2 separate regions of the Mus musculus genome follow, and region 2 is linked to region 1. A link is a contact called in public Hi-C data. All regions are on one chromosome and are shown on one strand. Each heading gives the region's core, a stretch centred on a gene start, on an enhancer-like site or on the middle of the called end of the contact. The rest is flanking DNA. Distances are from core to core; before and after follow the strand shown. Region 1 overlaps Aqr (aquarius). Region 2 holds the start of Spred1 (sprouty protein with EVH-1 domain 1, related sequence).

Region 1 (3,434 bases), core at 345-2,844:
GGCATATGCCAAGAGTTTAAGAACTGTAGCATCTATGTAAAAACCTAACAAATTCCCCAAATAGAAATTATGAACCCTGGACTTTGTTTTCATGTTCCTTCTAAGACTCTCCCATGATCTGAGAATGCTCCTTAATCCCCGGTCTGAGGCTTCTCTACTGTAAATGAGAGCCTGGCTGAGCTGCACTCCCTCTCATTAATGATATCTATGCACGCTTGATCTCCCAGCAGTGCATCTCACACAGAAACTGTGATTTCTAATTAACAAGGCCAGAATGGCGCACGGCTTTTCTATGGGAATCATCCCTGGGAAAGGTTTCTATTTCTTTTGTTCATAAAAACTTCGTATTGGTACCAACAGCCTGACTTGAAAGAGATTTTCTTGTCAGAAAAGAGCTCAGGGAATTTTTAGGAAGCGTTTGCAGTTACAGACAGTGACAAGTGACTTGTAGGAGGACAGGCAAAGACAGACATCTAAGGCACATGCTCAGAGCAAACATGCAAAGAAAAAAGTAGTTTCCATTCTGGAACTAATCTGAAGCGCTCCCCAAATGACACTCAGACACCTGTCACTGGGCCTTAAACACCTGTTACAAATGCTTTGTCTCTGCTCTCCACATTTAGCATATTACCATCATCTTCCTACAGGGAGGAATTATGCTCTCTGTCGGGTACAAGAACAAGCTTGGAAAGTAAAGCCCGGAACGGCATGCCTAATACGGTTCAATATGAAGAAAAATCAACAGACACATATGCCTATTTAGTTAGTTAGTTCTTATTTGTTTTGCTCAGCAATGAAAATGTCTGAAATAGATGAAAAGCTACTTAATCTTATAACAGAAAAACTAACACTTTAAATCCTTTTGTTTTGTTTTGTTTTGTTTTGCTGGAAAAGCAGGAAGACTGAGCAAAACCAAGGCTGGTGCGAAGGCAGTGCAGGCTCATCAGAGTGTTGGTTTTGGAGGTTAACCCAGCAGCCATAAGCACACATGGTGAAATAACCAGTTCCTGGTTCTGGTTAAATGTTCACATATGGGTGTACACGCACACACACGCGCGCGCGCGCACACACACACACACTCGTGCGCGTGCGTTATCTGTAAAGGTGAAAACTGTCAACACTTAAGGAGCCATAAGTTAGTGACATGGCTAAATATTTGACATAAATAGTCATCTGTTTCAGAAAATGTTGTATGAAAAGGAGGTGTCCCGACACAACGCAGTGGACTACATGTCCAAACAAGGTGAAATGAAGACAATACTAAAGAGTTTTTAAGAAGTTATGGAATTCCTTGAATTCTTTCGTCCTGCGGTGCTGGTATAGTAGTCACTATATTGTGTAAGTAAGCAGTCTCTACCACTGTGCTATGTCTACCTCCACATTAATAAAATGTACCTAGTTAACAGTCACGTAATTTAATAGGTCCAAGAAGTCTTCTGAGAGCTCCACAAGGTGCAGGTGAAGAGTCTCCGTGCTCCCTCCTGGCAACAGGAGAAGCCCACTGCATGAGAAGCCCATTCATTCCCTGATTTGAACGACTGTGCAGTGGTGCGCTATGTACAGGGTAAGCCAAGCCCCACCCCAAAACCCAGACAACAGCCACAGCAACAACAGTAAAAAGTCACCACACCCAACCACAACCACAACAAAAAGCTAGTTTAGAAAATAAAGACGACTGAAGAATTGCTTAGAATTCTTAAGCCACTTAGAAATCATTTACTGTATTTCTAAGTTACTGAATTTATAGTATCAAGGCTATGACCTGATACTGAATACAGAATTTTTGAATAACTGCCTTTAAAATAACACATGGCCACGGTTATTAACATGCACTGTGTCTAGCTGTGGTCTCTTTGAATCTCCAGAGCATGAGTGCAGGGTGACACAGAAGCTGCTCAGTGCCACAGCGACTTCCTGCCGTAACGGAGCTTAAAGGTTTGAGAGGTGTGAGAAAAGAAACCACAGACGTGAAAAACCAAGCCTGAGGCCTGGCCCCCCAAACCCCTAATTTAATTAGTTCCAAACACAAGAGGCAAAGTACTGAGCCCGAACTCTAGCAGTCAGTACTGTTTATATCACTGAGTGACTCAGAAATGTGGGAAAAGCCACAGGAGAAGTTATAAGACAGTTAAATATTAATGTTTACCAGCAATTCTAGAAGAAACTCTTTATCAAAAGTTGTGTCTTCATTTTTAGGGAGCGTTGGCAAGAGGCAGAGGTATGATGCCACCTGGTGGAGTGTGTTTGAACTGCAGAATGGAGAAGATTTATTCAGGTCATTCACCTTTCCTCTTGAACCCTGTTTTCCTATTGATTATCTTAAAAAGTGAAGATATCCCTACCGCACAGGCAGCAAAACAAACAAATGGACAAAACCCCAACAACAACAAAAATGAGAAACAGGAATTAGAATTTTTGAATTCTGCTAAAATATTTAAAGTATTTTCATGGTACCTGAATCCACTGACAGATAGCACGGACCTTCTACCACTGAAGCTACCACTGCAGACCCAGCCGAGGCCCAGCAGCTCCTGTAGCCCCTCCTCACTCCCACATGCAGACTATCCAAAGCCAGGTTCATTTAAGAACAACATTAACGAAACAGAAAATGTTTCTACTGAAAAAGTTACCAACACCAGACTCTCAAAGAAACATTTTTAAAAAGAATATAACATAATGTGAAATATGCATTTTGCATATAATTTGCTATGTGAAAGAATAAATTATGCTTCTTTTTTCCTTTTATTAGTAACATTTTTCTTTCACAACACAAATGTTTTGTCTTTCTCTAAAATCCCTCTTTTCTATTCTGAACACCAGAACTGCTAATCTATTTTCGACTTTTTTGTTTTTTTCCAGGCCAAAGAAACAGCTTTTGACATTGACTGTGTAATGCACTGACAACTCAATAGGAAAGCCACCCAAAGGCAGCACAGTGGGCACCAACGCAGCCTGCGCAGACTCTGAAGAGCCACGGCTTGTGGAAGTACAGAGTAAAACAAAAAGCAAATAAGCTACTAACTACTACTGTTCCCCAAAAATAGACTAGTAGATATGTAACAGATATTATTATTGATCTATCTTAAGAGCACAATATTTTTGTAGGTCATATCTCTAACATCAAACATGAGCTTTACTGGTTTCTGTTATATGCTGTTTATGGCTAGTGAGATTTGGCCAGGTTAGTGTTTTACTCAAAGAACAATGTTTAAGTTATTAAACATCCTTTCATCACTTCCTGAGAAAAAGATGGGTAATTATGTTTAAGTGAGTCAAGAATCCCAAACTGCTAGAGATGAGCACCAGGTGAGGTTAGCAAAGGGCCAGCCCGCAGCCCGCAGCGCCAGAGAAGAAAGAAAAGCCCACAGCGAAGCCTAGGAGACAATGCTGTTCTTTCCATGTCTTACCTGAGAGGCCCAAAAAACTTGACCAAG
Region 2 (3,492 bases), core at 803-3,302, 3.0 Mb after region 1:
AGCTCTCCCCTCCCACCTCAGTACTGGGGATTTAGCCGAGGGTTTCAAGTCTACCTCTTCCCACTCCAACCCCGGGCCTTCCACTACAAGGCTAGAACTTTGGCCCCCTTTTCATTTTAAATTTTTATATTGAGACAGGGTTTTGCTAAATTAAGGAGGCTAGCCTTGAACTGGTTCTGTAACCCAGGCAGACCTTGAACTTGGAATCCTCCTACCCCAGCCTCCACATTAGCTGCCAGTCTGGCCCGGATTTAAACATGAGCGGGCAAAGCCAGTTAGTACCTGGAGAACAGACTAGCACCTACACTCTGGAGTTCAGGTTCTTCACATCCTAAGATCAAGTTCAAAATGGTAGGAGTGGAGATCTCTTCCCACGCTCCACTCACTCACTCCTTTTTCCCATCCCCACTTGTTCCTAAGATGAACAATCCTGCAGACGCGGCTGGAAGTTATATAAAGAAACCTCAGTGATCCACGGTATGGGTTTTTGGTGCACGGCTGGCTGGGTTAGCGCCTTTATTCCTTCGTCAAACACACATTAGGCACTCTTATGTGCACAGTACTGTTAGCACATTAGTGTGTACTCATTCGGAGGAGAGCAGCAATTCTGAGGCTTCCTGGAAACCTTTGGCTGAAGAGTGACGGTTTCCTTAGGAGGCCCGCTGGACTTCTTCCCTTGGAATTGTTCTATCTCTCAAGGTGGCTGGAACAGGAAGCTTCCTTCCCCGGGGGTTAAGTAAACTTGAGAACAAAGTGAAAAGCCTATCGCAAAACCGCCTAGGGAGACGCCACAGGAACTTAGGAGCGCTAGGGAGTCAGTCCCCCAGGCCATCTTGTGTATAAGCTGACTTCTTAGAGACAAGATAATAGAATTTATAGAGCTAGGAGTTCCTAGCCCTCCGGTCACAAAGATCCCAGGCTCCAGCCCTCAACCTTAGAAGGTTCTTGTGCAAAAAAGATCTTTTGGGATGATTGCATACATTGTCCTCTGACAATGCAAACGTGACAGCTGCCTATCCAACAACCGTTCCGCCTCTGTTCGCCAAAGTTCGTGCCACACAGGCTTCTCCTGCGCTATAGTTATGCAACCTCGCTCGCAGCGGGAGTTATTTCCTGTGCTGCTGGATGCGCCAGATTCATGTAACCCGCCTACCCCGGGCTTCAATGGAAGCCGTTCTCCATTAACAAGCACTCGTGCTTCCAGAGATGAATGCCCAGCATTGCATGCTGTTTGCGCAGTGAGGATCGCGCTGCGAGGTATTGAAACCAACTCTTTCTACACACACACACACACACACACACACACACACACACACACACACACACACACACACACATCACACGCACACAACTACCCTTGTGCAAGAAGCAAGGGAACTGCAGCAATGCAACTAGAGGGACAGCAGGAGGAGCTCGCTTTGCAGTCCTGGCCTGTAACCCCCACTAAGAGATGAACTCATGCCAGTTCCATTCTTTGCAAGAAAAACACAACACACGCGCGCGCGTGCACGCGCACTGAGCAGTACGGAGTGGCCTCCCGATTTCTTCCCCGAGCACACGGTGTGCTGCCCGCTTGTCCCGGCAACCCGGATATCCCAGGCCGAGTAACGGGGACTTGAGCGTCGCAACAATGCCAGTCCCGGAGCAGCTCGGCTCACAGCTCCCACCCCCGCCCCCTTTCCTCGGCGTGCCAAGAGTTTGGAGCGCGCGCACGCACACGCGCGCGATGCAGTGCAGCGACATATCCCTCCGCCACCCTCCTCGCCCCGCTCCCGCTGCCCGACGATTTGGGAAGCGAGGGGAGGAGGGAACTACTTTCCTGAAACTTGTTATGCTGCCCACGATCCAGAGCTGCAGTGATTCGACTGCGGGCCGCGGCTTTTAGGTTTCCCCCCGACCCCTCAGAGGCCCCGCGCCTCCGGCTTGCAGCCGCGCCCCACGTCCGCCCAGCCGCACCCGCGCGAGCCCCGGCGGCCCAGAAGTCGCGAGGGACTACTTCGCCTGCCTCTCCCGCGGGCGCCCCCGGTTCGAGCGGCGGAAGGAGCGGGCGGCGTGAGCGCTTCCGCCGCCCCCCTCGCGGCTCCCCTCTCGCGGGCGTGAGGAGCGGGCCGCCGAGCAGCGCTGATCTCGGCCCTCGTCGCCGCCGCTCGGCACTGTGCCCTCGGGCTCCGACGCTCGCCTCGCGCCCTGCCTGCGGCCCCTCAGCTGGAGCGCGTCCGAGGCAGCCCCTGAGGGCCGACCAGGCGCGCCGCGCGGGCAGCCGGCGGCCAGGCGGGAGATGGTGCGCGGCACCTCGGCGGGACCGCGCCGCCTCCCGCAGCCAGCGCTCGGCTGCCCCCCGCCGGCTCCCGCCGCCCGCCCGTCGCCGCGCCCCTGAGAGCAGCACCGCCTCAGCCACCGGCCGCGTCCCCCTCAGCGCCCGCAGTCGCCCGCGCCGTCTCGGCTTCGCACTCGACCTCGGCGCGGCAAACCGCTGGGGTCGCCACGGCCGCGCTTGCTGCCGCCGCCCCCCTGCGGGGGTGGCCGGGCTGCCCGGCTCGCGGGGCACCGCTCCGAGTGAGGCATCCACCATGGTGAGGCCCCCGAGCCGCTGCCCGCGCGCCCCGCCGGCCGTCGTCGCCCGCCGCCCCTCGGTGCCGCCGCTGCCGCTGCTTCCCTGCCTGCTGTTGCTCCTCCATCTCCTGATCGGATCACGGTGAGGGAAAGATGAGCGAGGAGACGGCGACTTCTGACAACGAGTAAGCGAGCCCTGGCCTGGTTGAGCCCGGGGGGCAGCCCCCTCCCCCCAGCCCGTCCCGCCCGGGAGGTGATAGATGCCCGATGTGTCGGGCCATTTTCTTTAATGGCAGCACCCCTTTTCATTCGTGCATTTTCGCCTCTCTGCTTGGGGAAGGGTATCGAGTGCAGTGCAGAGGCGGCGTAGCAGTCGGACGTCTCCGAGACAGAGTAATAATGTGGGTAGCTCAAAGTGGAGTAGAAACTACCCTTTGCCTGCCCTTCACTCCGGCGTCAAACCCGCCCCCCCTCCCCAAACACCTTGAACATCCAGCCACCCTGCCTCTACAGCTATTTCGCTCGGAAACTAATGTGTGGGAGCACCTCCAGCCGCAAACTGCTCTTGAATCCTAATTCGATGACTCAGTGACTCCTAAATACCGATTAAGCCTTCGCCCCCCGCCCCACTTTTTAAACTTATGACCTATACTATTCTAGTAAAAAGATAGGGTTAGGGAAACATTTTAAGAATTAAATAGGATTAAGGACACCTGGAGTGTGGGCGATGTTGAGCTATTGTGTTTTTTTATTATTATTTTTTTAACCTTCGAGAGTATTGAACCCGTCTTAATCAAGAACAGAGTAATTAAAAATTTTGAATGCTAGGGTTTGGCTTCCGTCTGTGATAAAGTACGGTTTACATTGCCGAACGCGTTGGTGACTTCATCAGAGCTTGATCCATAAGTTTTTGCTTTTTTGGACTGTCCTTAGGTTTTC

The links. Hi-C and Micro-C count contacts between places; a contact is called where the count stands out from the background.
Region 2: a Hi-C map of CD4 T cells shows a contact between it and region 1, with 3 times the contacts expected there. The contact joins the promoter of Spred1 here to the enhancer-like site in region 1. A contact is called at or near these places in 2 of 39 promoter capture datasets (hippocampal neurons and liver), 1 of 484 Hi-C or Micro-C datasets (CD4 T cells) and 2 of 115 datasets of contacts at active chromatin or transcription factors (VIP interneurons and large pre-B cells).

Annotation. Positions count from the first base shown.
Region 1 is chr2:114,143,482-114,146,915 of GRCm38.p6, forward strand. Aqr (aquarius) reads right to left here. Exons shown (of 35, transcript NM_009702.3): 13 at 3,408-3,434; 14 at 2,147-2,249. Among named protein-coding and RNA genes, the nearest start is that of Mir7002, 5.4 kb to the right of the region's middle. Within about 2 kb of position 1,595, at least 45 of the 459 cell types and tissues checked have an H3K27ac peak or open chromatin away from gene starts, as enhancers often do.
Region 2 is chr2:117,119,019-117,122,510 of GRCm38.p6, forward strand. Spred1 (sprouty protein with EVH-1 domain 1, related sequence) reads left to right here and starts at 2,053. Exons shown (of 7, transcript NM_033524.3): 1 at 2,053-2,738. The coding sequence starts at 2,707.